Regions from separate parts of the Gossypium hirsutum genome. Here regions 1 and 2 are each linked to region 3. A link is a contact called in public Hi-C data. All regions are on one chromosome and are shown on one strand. Each heading gives the region's core, a stretch centred on a gene start, on an enhancer-like site or on the middle of the called end of the contact. The rest is flanking DNA. Distances are from core to core; before and after follow the strand shown.

What was found. Hi-C and Micro-C count contacts between places; a contact is called where the count stands out from the background.
Region 1: a contact with region 3 is called in a Hi-C map of hypocotyl, with 2.2 times the contacts expected there. The contact joins the promoter of LOC107887071 here to the promoter of LOC107887072 in region 3. A contact is called at or near these places in 4 of 34 Hi-C or Micro-C datasets (anther, hypocotyl, leaf and 1 more).
Region 2: a Hi-C map of leaf shows a contact between it and region 3, with 1.7 times the contacts expected there. The contact joins the promoter of LOC107887075 here to the promoter of LOC107887072 in region 3. A contact is called at or near these places in 6 of 34 Hi-C or Micro-C datasets (anther, hypocotyl, leaf and 1 more).

Annotation. Positions count from the first base shown.
Region 1 is chrA03:20,736,807-20,740,534 of Gossypium_hirsutum_v2.1, reverse strand. It overlaps LOC107887071, which reads right to left and starts at 1,625. Exons shown (of 1, transcript XM_016811200.2): 1 at 1-1,625. The coding sequence starts at 1,418.
Region 2 is chrA03:20,368,601-20,372,135 of Gossypium_hirsutum_v2.1, reverse strand. LOC107887075 (rhamnogalacturonan I rhamnosyltransferase 1) reads right to left here and starts at 1,616. Exons shown (of 8, transcript XM_016811205.2): 1 at 759-1,616; 2 at 159-226. The coding sequence starts at 1,068.
Region 3 is chrA03:20,609,151-20,612,608 of Gossypium_hirsutum_v2.1, reverse strand. It overlaps LOC107887072 (WD repeat and HMG-box DNA-binding protein 1), which reads right to left and starts at 2,145. Exons shown (of 12, transcript XM_016811201.2): 1 at 1,584-2,145; 2 at 220-1,325; 3 at 1-21. The coding sequence starts at 1,857.

The DNA.
Region 1 (3,728 bases), core at 376-2,875, 130 kb before region 3:
GCACGTCCAGCTCTTGTGGACCTTCTCCTTTCATAGTCAGCATCATCTGTTGGCAACTCATGACGACAAACAGGACAGGTATTCCTTATTCCCAGCCAAGGTATAATACAATCTCCATGATAGCGATGAGCACATGGCAGCTGCTTCATCTTTTCACCAAGGTTAACCTCATCCTTACAAACCGCACAAAGCGCATTGTTATTCACAACATCCTCCTGAGTTACGACCACACAAGGAAGATTCTCAACTACAGATTTTGAAGCTGGAGGCTTCCCGATAAATGCATTCTCATTCTCAGCAAACTGTCCGAAAAGCATCTCATATTCAGCAGTATCAATATAGTCATCACGATCAGCAAAAAATGGGTCAGTGTTCTCACCCATTTCGGGGGTTGTTTCCAAATTATTAGCATTCAACAGAACCTCCCACTCCAAAGTCTCCAACCCAGCTGCCCTCTCGAAACTAACCGCATCTTCAGGTGCTATCATAGGGGAAATGGAAAGTGAAACCGAATTCACATCATCATCACCATCAACAAACACGCTTAAAACATCCCTCTCATCAACCCTACCATCCACTTCCTCCCACTCAAAATCTTCAATGGTCTCCCGACGATCCTCCAACTGAAGCGAATCCCAGAAAAGTGGAATACTAACACTCACATCATCATCAGCACCAACATCATAACAATCGTTAACATGATCATCAATACCATAATCATCCCCAGAATTCAAATCAATTGCGAGCGTCCGGTTATCATTCTCATTCTCATCATCATCCTCCGAATCTGATCTAAACCCAACAATCCGCATGCTATCCCCAAACCTCTCAACGCCACTAAAATTAGAAGCGGCCTCACTAGCACTCAACCCTGAAACCCTCCTTTCCACAAAGAAATGGTCGTCCTCATATTCACCGCCACCAATATCAATCTCAACATCACTCGAATGAGTATCCATGGAATCAAACCCTAACGCCAACCCTAAATCCAGCTCATGATTTCCCTCAATAACACCGAAACCGGATTCGCTCAAAGCATCGGAAACCAAATCAGCCGCATCATTATTGCTAGTATTATTACCATTTCCGTTACCAGAATTGGAATTGTTATTGGGGGTAGTACCGGAACTAACCTGAGATTGTTCGACGCGTTGGTGGAAGAGATCGATGACGAAGTTGACTTGGTTCTCGCGGCGGTCGAAGAGATCGGGGCCGTTGACAATGAGGGAATCGGGGAGCGAAACGTCGTCGTCTGGGCGAGGGAGATCGGCGTCGGGGGAAGAGAAGAAGTGGAAATCACGAGACCAATAAGGGAGGGAATCGAGGGTGAGGGTTTGTTCGTGCTGGTGGTGATGATGGTTGTCCCGAACGAGTTCGTCTTCTGGGTCGTGAAGGTGAAGGAAAGTCACCGACGCCATGATTTTTTTTATTTTTTATTTTGTAAGTGAAGAGAACCAGAAAAATAAAATTAAACAAAAGGATTGAACTTAATATCTTACGTTTTCGGCATCATTCTAATGGCGAGAGAGGTAACGCTAAACGGGAATTGTTCTAGGTAAGGAAATTACATTATTGTCCTATAATCTATGCTTTTTACACAAACTTTTCATTAAGTCCGCTGTTACGGATCAAATGCCACGAATTTATTTCTAAAACACGGCTTTAAATAGTTTTCCCTTTTTTTTTAAAAAAGATTATGGGAAAGGAAATGAAGAAGACTACAACACTATGTTTGGTTGGAAGGAATAGCAATGTATTACAGCCTAATTCAGGGGGTCTATCTCAAATTATTATTTGGTTGGTTGTAATAAATTATTATAATTCTATTCCATATGACTTTATTCAATGTGAAAATCTAGAATACCATTCGATACTCTTCCCATCGAATGGTGATTCAGGGAACGGTTGAAGTAACAAATTAACCAACATTTTAATTTTACCCTCACCATCCTCTCTTCTTTCCCACCTTTGAATTTCTTTTCTTTTCTTTTTTTCCCATGCTTCTTCCCTCCTCCACGGTAATTATCAATAAATTTCTAACTTCATCTCTTTTTCCCTTAATTTAAACCCTTTCATTTAATTTTATTTCCTCCCAACCCTTTTTGTACTGTCGAGACCTTTTGTTTTTGAAATTGTCTTTTATTTGAAGAAAACGAAAATGGAGTCGCCATCAATCTTTTTTATAAGATGTGATCAGGTCACCTAGAAATATGATTATTTTAATAAAAGTTTAGATTTACTAAAACTATGATTTTTGGTCTACAAAATCCAGGAGGAGTCAGTTATGCATAAGGAAGAATTAACACCCTCGTAACACCCAAAATTGGTACCTAGTTGACTAATTGATCTCTTATTGTCGAGAATTGAAATTTTGAAAATAATTTAAAACACGATCCCTTTTTGATACATTACTTAACTAAATTAATTTTTACAAAAAGGGGCTTATTTCAAGTTAATCGAGAAGAAAGGATCATGTCCCGTAAGTTAGGACACAATGCCTTAGATCCTCGAGAATAAGAATGAACGCCATTTGATCATCACTTAAATCTTGTTTATTTTTATTTATTTTAGAGTAAATGTTCGGCTATCTTGGTTTTAGAAAGAAGTCATATTCCGTAAGTTAAGAACACGACTTTTCTAATTCCAAAATAATGAATATTACCTCGATTTTTAAAAATTCTTTTTTGTGCCTTGTGCAAAGACGAATTTAATACTTAAAATAATGTATATTTAGCTTATGCAGGCATAGTATATAAATGGGTAAATATATTTGAACATGGTTCGTGACATGATTGTAGCCATAATAAAATTAAATGGAAGTATAAAAAAATAAAATGATGGTATACTGAAATAAAAGTGTCGTGCTAGTAAATGACAATGCAACATCAATTTGTAGTAATAATGGCATGATAATCATACGCATAATAAAATATAAAAGTATAATGATAATAATAATAATAATAGTAATAATAATAACAATAACATGAACAATAAATGTGCAAGTAAAAAAACGTAAATAATCTAATTTTTGAAAGTATAAAAAAGTAATAAATAAACAAATAATAATGATAATAAAGCCAAAAGAAAAAAATGAAGAAAATAAAATAAAAAACGCACAATAAATACAAAAACAAATCAATTTTAAATATAAACAGAGGAAATAATAAGTAAATAAATAAATAAAATAAAAAATAATACATAAAAAATTTAGACAGGGCCGAAATTAAATAAATAATGATTAAATCGACATTGAAATGAAATTAAGAGTCTAAATTGTAATAAAATAAGTGCATAAATATAAGGACTAAATAGAAACTTAAGTAGAATTTTAGGGGGGAAATTGGGATAAAAATAAAAATAAGGCACTAAATCGTAACACACGAAATAAAAGAGGGACCAAATGCAAAAATATTCCCTGTCCCAAAACACGTCGTTCCTTAAGGGACCAAATTGAAACAAAATCAAAATCATAAGGTAGAAATTTTTAAAAAAATGATTGAAAAATAATTAAAAAAATCGAAGGTCTAAAGGCGCAATTAGACCCTCCTTTAAAAAAACACGCAGATCCTATTGGGTTAGGTTGGATCGGTTTCGACCCAAAACGACACCGTTTTGGGGTTTAAGGAAACATGCCAAAACGACACTGTTTCCTAACCCTATTTAAGTTAAAAAGTTTTCAAATTTTCATTTTTAAACTGTTTAAAAAAAACTGAAACCATTTTATTTTT
Region 2 (3,535 bases), core at 367-2,866, 240 kb after region 3:
AAAGAAAAGAAAAGAATACAGCATCAGTTTCCATATAGATTTGAAGTAAAAACAACCCATGAGCATACACAATCTAGAAAAATGTTGAAAAGAAAGAAAAAAGAAAGAAAAGGAATGGAACAAGAAATGCGTTTAGAGTTCTTTGCTAAAGCACTCACTGCTGCTCGCATTTGATTGAGACCTCCATTGCAAGAAACCATCAAGTAACCATTGTTCTTATATACCCCTAAAGTAACAACAAAACATCATATATCAATTTAGAGTTCAAAATTCCTAACCAGAACACATAAAGCAAGTCGCCACCGATCCCTAAAACTGAAATGGAAAAAAAATGGAAGCAAAAGTAACAATATATTAAAATAAAAGTACAAATTTGAAATTTTCAAGAGATAAACGATCTCAAATTTCAAACAAACATATGCCACAACAAGAAAAGGATAGAATTCCACAAAACGAAGACATAAGATACGAACATTGGAACCAGTAAATTGATACAAGTTCAATCCGTATGACTATATAAAAGGAAAGCTTCAATGAAAGCGCATAGAAATCTCCAAGAAATCTATCATTGTGTACATTGATTTTCTTCTCCTCAAATAGGAATGCAGATAAGGATAAAAAGGATAAACCCATTCCTTCTTTTCCATTAAAGACAAGCTCAAAATTTTTCTCCGATTTAACCCCAAAAAAGGCCTAATAAAGAATAACTACATCAAAATCAGCAGAAATTTGAGTAAAAAAAAGGTGGAAAATCTTACTTTTGGGAGGAAGAACACGGGCAGGAACGGAGGGAACCTTATCTTCAACAACGGAAACGGAAGAATCCTGGTGAGAAAAACAGGAAGGCCAACCTTTAAGGAGATGCGGACCCCAAGTATCCCCCAAGGCCGTTAATTGTACGATGCAAGTCCAAAGCATCACCGATGTGGTGGCGCGTATCATCCACAGCTTCGTTCTCGAGCTCTTCAACTTCTCAACTCTCTCCCCTCCGCCGCCTCCTCCCCCTTTCGTTGCCCCCATTCTTATCCCTCTCATTTTCCCTTTCCCCTTCCCTTCAATACTGCACATTTCCAGCAATAACCCCGATTTCCACCCTCCTCATCTCCCCCCCGATACGCCACCGTCTTCTTCCTGTCAAATTCAATCAATGTAGGTCGATTTTCAGAAAATCTGCATCTAATTTAACAAAAACCTTTTCCTTTCTTTTCTTTCTATTTTCCGACAAATTTCGAGATCCGTTAACTTCCAAAACAACATCAACAACAACAAAATAATTCAAAATCAATCAAAGAGATCCAATTTTTTTCCTCCTCTTGCCAAATGAAACTCTTAACAACTCAACCAATTCCAATCGAATATTAAACAGTATTTTCCCGAAACAAAAAACAAAAAAATCCTTCTCTTCCTCGGCGATCTAATCACTTTTCCGTCGAAAATTGTCGTGGAATGGCCGTTGAAACTCCTGCCTGTCTTCAAGTATAAGCGAATCGAGAAAATATAGAGAAATCTGAATAGAGAAGGAAGAAAAAAATTAGAAATGAGAATATACTGCAGACTACAATGCGATCGAGAGAGAGAAAAAACGGGATGTGAGCCGTACACCGTTGGGCTTGGGTACACTTTTTTAACCATAGTTTTCTTGAATCTAAAAGGATTTGTTGACTAGTGTTAGCTGTCGACCACAGTCCATGGTTAACTCCTTTTTTACCAATAAATACCTGCCACCTCAGTTTATGTCTGAATGGGCCCAACATTTACCCTACGTGGCTGCTTTCAACTGGGTTTTATAAAACTACAGGTGTCCACGTCCCAGGAATGGGAGTTCATCCGTCGCCGTTAGATTTGTAATGGGCATTAATTCAGCTGCCGATACGCCGACAATATATCGCGAGAATTTCTGTAGGTGCGAATATACCGCGACAATTATCCTTAATTTGTTCAAAGATTTCTTTAAAAAAAGTAATTCATTTAATTAATATTTTCAGCATTTAATTCTTTTTCCATGAAACAAAATAATAAGAAATTTTGTTTGTAATTAACAGAAAAGAAAAGTAATTATTTTGACGCTATGTATTAATATTTCAATTAATAAAAACTCGAATTATCCTTTTCAAAATAATCAAACACCAACTATTATTTATTTAGTAAAGATAATATTACCAATGAGAGTGTAATCATGTATAAAACATATGACTGTCTTTTCTTACATTTTATTTTTATTTAGATACATCCACACATAATTTTAAACTCTCATCAATGATACTATTATCTATTAATAAAAATAGGTATTTGTAAAAGTTTTTTTTGGGTATATTTTTATATTTTTTAATTCTTTATTTCATTAATTAAAAGTTTATGTTATTTTTTTAATATTTTATTTGTTAATTATTAAAATAAAATATTTGAAATAATATTTTTTATTAGATTTTATTTTTAAATCATCAAGATCAATATTAAAAGCTTGTTTAGTAGTGCTTCAAAAAATATTTTTGACTCCAAAAATACTTTTAGAAGAAAAATTATGCTAAACAAACTGCTTTTGACTGAAATTTTTTACTTTTCAAAAATACTTTTGAAAAGCACTCCCAAAAGTATTTTTGGAACTTAATTACTTTTTCACCCCTCCAATAACATAGTACTTTCCTTTCTTCTTTTTTTCTTTGATACTTAATTACAAATGTGTTAAAATCATTAATTAAATATAACAAATCTAAAATAATACAAATGTGTTAATATCTAATTACAAATATTTAATGGTTATATTTAAATATTTAAAATATAGTTTATATATTCTAATTAAATTTTATAAATAATTAAATTTATTGCTTAAAAATATTTAAAATTTATATTTCATATATTAAAATATTAACAACAAGTTATAATAACTTTTTTTTATATTCTTACTAAATATAATAATATTAACTAATTTAAATATTATTTAAATGCATATTTGTTTATTGATAACAACATGTCTAAAATGAACATTTTATTTCTCAAAATTATTTTTTGACAGCAATGCTGAATACTCAAATCTTAAACCAAACTTTTCAAAAATACTTCTCAAAAGCACTTTTCTATTGTACTTTTCACAAGAATTACTAAACTAGCCCTAAGTGGTGTTGGAAACTTTGACTTGCCCTATCTCATTTTATGTTCTAACAACAATTAGAACAAACTAGTTTATAGCAGGTAAAGATTTTGTGTTGGCATATTTGTTTGTGTTAATTTTATTTAAGCCTTATATAAAATTGTTTTGTACAACAAATGGATTGGTAATTCATTGCAATAATAACTAGACCCATGTGTTGTGTTTTAGGCCTAGTTTAGGAATGCTTTTCAAAAGTGCTTTTGGAAAAAAAAACACTTCTAGGGAGAAGCTAAAATTTTCAACTTTTGGAAAAAAGTGCTTTTAGGCCAATTTTTGGCTTGGGAAAAGCACTTTTTCTCTTAAAAAACAACTTATTTAGGAATTTTTTTGTCCTAAGAAAGCACTTTTGAGAAGCATTCCTAAACTGGCCTTCTAGTTGAATGACTT
Region 3 (3,458 bases), core at 896-3,395:
GCTAGTATCATGAAAATCTATCTGTGCATCAGACAAGCACTTATTATCAGCCCATAACGATGAAAAAACATGTTTTTATTTTTATGCTTGTAAACCCGATTTTTAGTAAAATAACAAAATTAATGCCTAATCACCCATCCTCAAACCACTTACTGCACAAAAGAAAAAAAAATGGTCATTAGGAAGTAAAGGATTGAACGAAACATACAACATTAGTACCTCTATATGGGAATATTCATCATGTTTGATTGTAGTTATACTTCCAAGCATATTGTAGCACAAGAAATGCCTTTTTCCAGGATGCGGTGGTGTTGAACCAGGCTGAAAAGCCTCCTGCATTTTTGGTCTAAAAGCCATCATGGCTTTTAACGCATCTTTGTCTTTATCTGAATTTTCCTTGTTAACACGAGGCACTTTTCTCTGAGGTTCAGTTTTCCGAACCAAGTTTAACTCATCATAAACATCTTCATGCTGATCATCATCAATTACAGACTGCTTCCGCAATCTTTTTCTGCTAGGAGGCTCAGACTCACCATGGCTATCCTCACCAAGATCACTTAAACTACCTGACATGCTGAGGTCCTGATCCTCCTCATCGAAAAACAGGAGGCCATTACTGTTCCGTGTCTGAGAATTCGGAATGTCTTCAGTAGGAGACTTCATTGAGGACGGAACAACTGATTCCCACACTCCATACTTTCCCATGACATCAATGACAGCCAGAGCATTTCCAATTGGCTTCCATGCCATACAACATATTCTCTCATCAAAATTCTGCCTATCAATATCCTGCTTCCTCTTGACATCCCAGATCAAAACTTGCTTATCCAAGCTAGAAGTGGCCATGTATCTCCCATTAGGTGACCACGACATGAAACATATTGGCTGCATGTGATCGCCTCTCAAAGTAAACAACTTTTCAGCCGTATCTCTATCATACATCACTATGTCATTTTTCATACCCGGGACTGCTAAAGTCTCCCCATCAGGACTCCAGCTAAGTACATTTAAAACCGAAGTATCCGAGCCAGTATCAGGAGCTACACCATTGAGGGTATATAATGTTCTTCCGGATTGAAGTTCCCAATATATGACAGTCCCAATTGAATCAATTGATGCCAAGTATTCACCATTAGGATCGAAAGCTAAACCTGTGACAGGCCCTCTATGCCCTTTAAGAACCCTAGCAATTGAGCCATCAATTGTATTAATAAGTTTAATGCCCTCATCATCACCAGCAGCTGCCAGCATACTCCCTGACTTATTAAAAGAAAGTGCACGAATAGGCAGCGTGAACCTGGTAATATTAGTCTCAAATTCCCCACCTAAAAAAAAGAACCATTAGACCTTGCTCTTCATGTTTTCATTAAACTGCAGCAAGAGAAGTAGAAACGGGAAAGAATAAAGAGCGTTACATTAAATTGCAGTATTTCAAGTTTCTCACATGTTATCAACGAAAATTTACAGATCAAATCGAATATTTCGTAATTCTAACAAATACCCAGATAAGAGAGAGAGAGAGAGAGAGAGAGAACCAAAAAAATGCTGAACGTCACAAAATTAAACAAAAAAAAAAAGACTACCTGGGAATTTATAGAGCTTAACAGAATGATCAATAGATCCGGAAGCAAGACAAGTAGAATTGGGACTAACTGCCAAGGCAGTGACCCCATCTCGGTGGTGGCGAAGAACCCGAGGCGGACTCGAATGAAGAAGAGGATCGTGAATAGAGATAGAGGGTTGCGATGATGACGCAGTGACCAAGTGGTGGGCTTGGAGATCCCACAAGATGGAGCAGAAAGAAGCATTGGAACTTACCTCATGGGCTTCCCTTAGCTTCACTGATTTGATTTTCATGGCGTAGGCTTTGGGGCGGCGCTGGAAATGGAGAGATATTTGGTGTGTGTTTTAAGTCTTTTGCCTTGCTTTAGGTGGGTGCTTTAGTTTACGGTGAACTCAAGTGGGTATGGTTTTTGGCGGGAAATGAGGCCATGAATTTTGGGTTTCGCGGGTAGGAAAGGAAACTTGGAGGGAAATAATTCAATTAAAAGGAAACGATTTGCTTTCCGTTCAGGCATCGGCCTGCCAGACTGTCGTATGGTTCCATGGCTCATCGACCTCACTTTGCATTGGATTCTAGCAAATATGACACCCTTGTCCCAACACGGAATCTTTCATCCCGTTGGCAATTGACTGTTTGTTAGTTGTTGTGGTTGATTTGATTATTTAATTCTATTAATAGTTTATTTAAAAGAATTTCATAAAACTTAATTAATAATTGAAAATTGATGTGTAAAATTATAAATAAGAGCATGTAACATTTTATTATTAAATATTTATTTGTTTATAATATTTTAGTATTTTTAAGTGAAATTATTAAAATAAGATATTATTATTAAGGAATTAAAATATCTATTATGAAAATTAATTTGTGAATATTTTTTACATTTAGTTCAGACTTTAGAGGTGAAAGTGAAAATGAGAGAATGAATACTACTAATATTTTGACACCCCTATTAGATTTGATAGCATGTGGCAAATTGAGTAATTTTTGAGCAAGCATAATTAGATATGTCATTTTACATATTGCATACCCAATCAGTCTCAACAAGCTCTTATAATCATCTATTTACCAAACACTACAATTAAAGGGTTTAACTACTTAATCCTTCATTTATGCCTAAATCAACTAAAAAATGTCCAAAACTCTATTTACCAAACACCCTCTTTATCCTTAACTTGTGTCCTTTTCGAATCGAATCAAATTTATATTTACATAAAGAGAATTAAGTTTAATTTGATTCAAAAGTATTTGTTAACGAGTAACTCAAACTTGCTTAGAATAATTTATGTTATCTTTTTCTCTAAAAATTAAGAATTATGCTTTTTTTATTTTTTAACCTTTCATGAATTTACATATTTTCTATTTTATTAAAATTTTAAAAATAATTAATTTAACATACTTTTTAATATTTACATTAACATAATAAATTTAATCTTTATGTAATATATATAAATACAAATAAAAGGAATGTAATATCACATTAGAGAATAGATTAGGTTCGGGCATTAAACGATGCTACCAAAATGTAAACTAATTTTTAGAGGCATAATGATAAATCTAATTCTTGAAGTTTACAATTTTTGTCAAGTTACCCCCTTTTCTTAAAGTTAAATATAGCACTCCACTTTTTACAAAGAGTTCAATTTGACCATCAACTTCTTAAAAAGAGTCAAATTGTTGTTGTTTAATGACAATAGTGACTAAACCATTAAAATTTTAAACCTGACAGCCTGCATATCAACCCATGTGCGTACTTCATGCTTTTTTATATTTTTATATTTTGAATTTATTTTTATTTTGAATTATTGTATAATTTTTAAATTATTTATTGACATGACATATAATATGTAACACTCCTAACTCGGTTCGATTGTTGAACCTGAGCTACAGGATG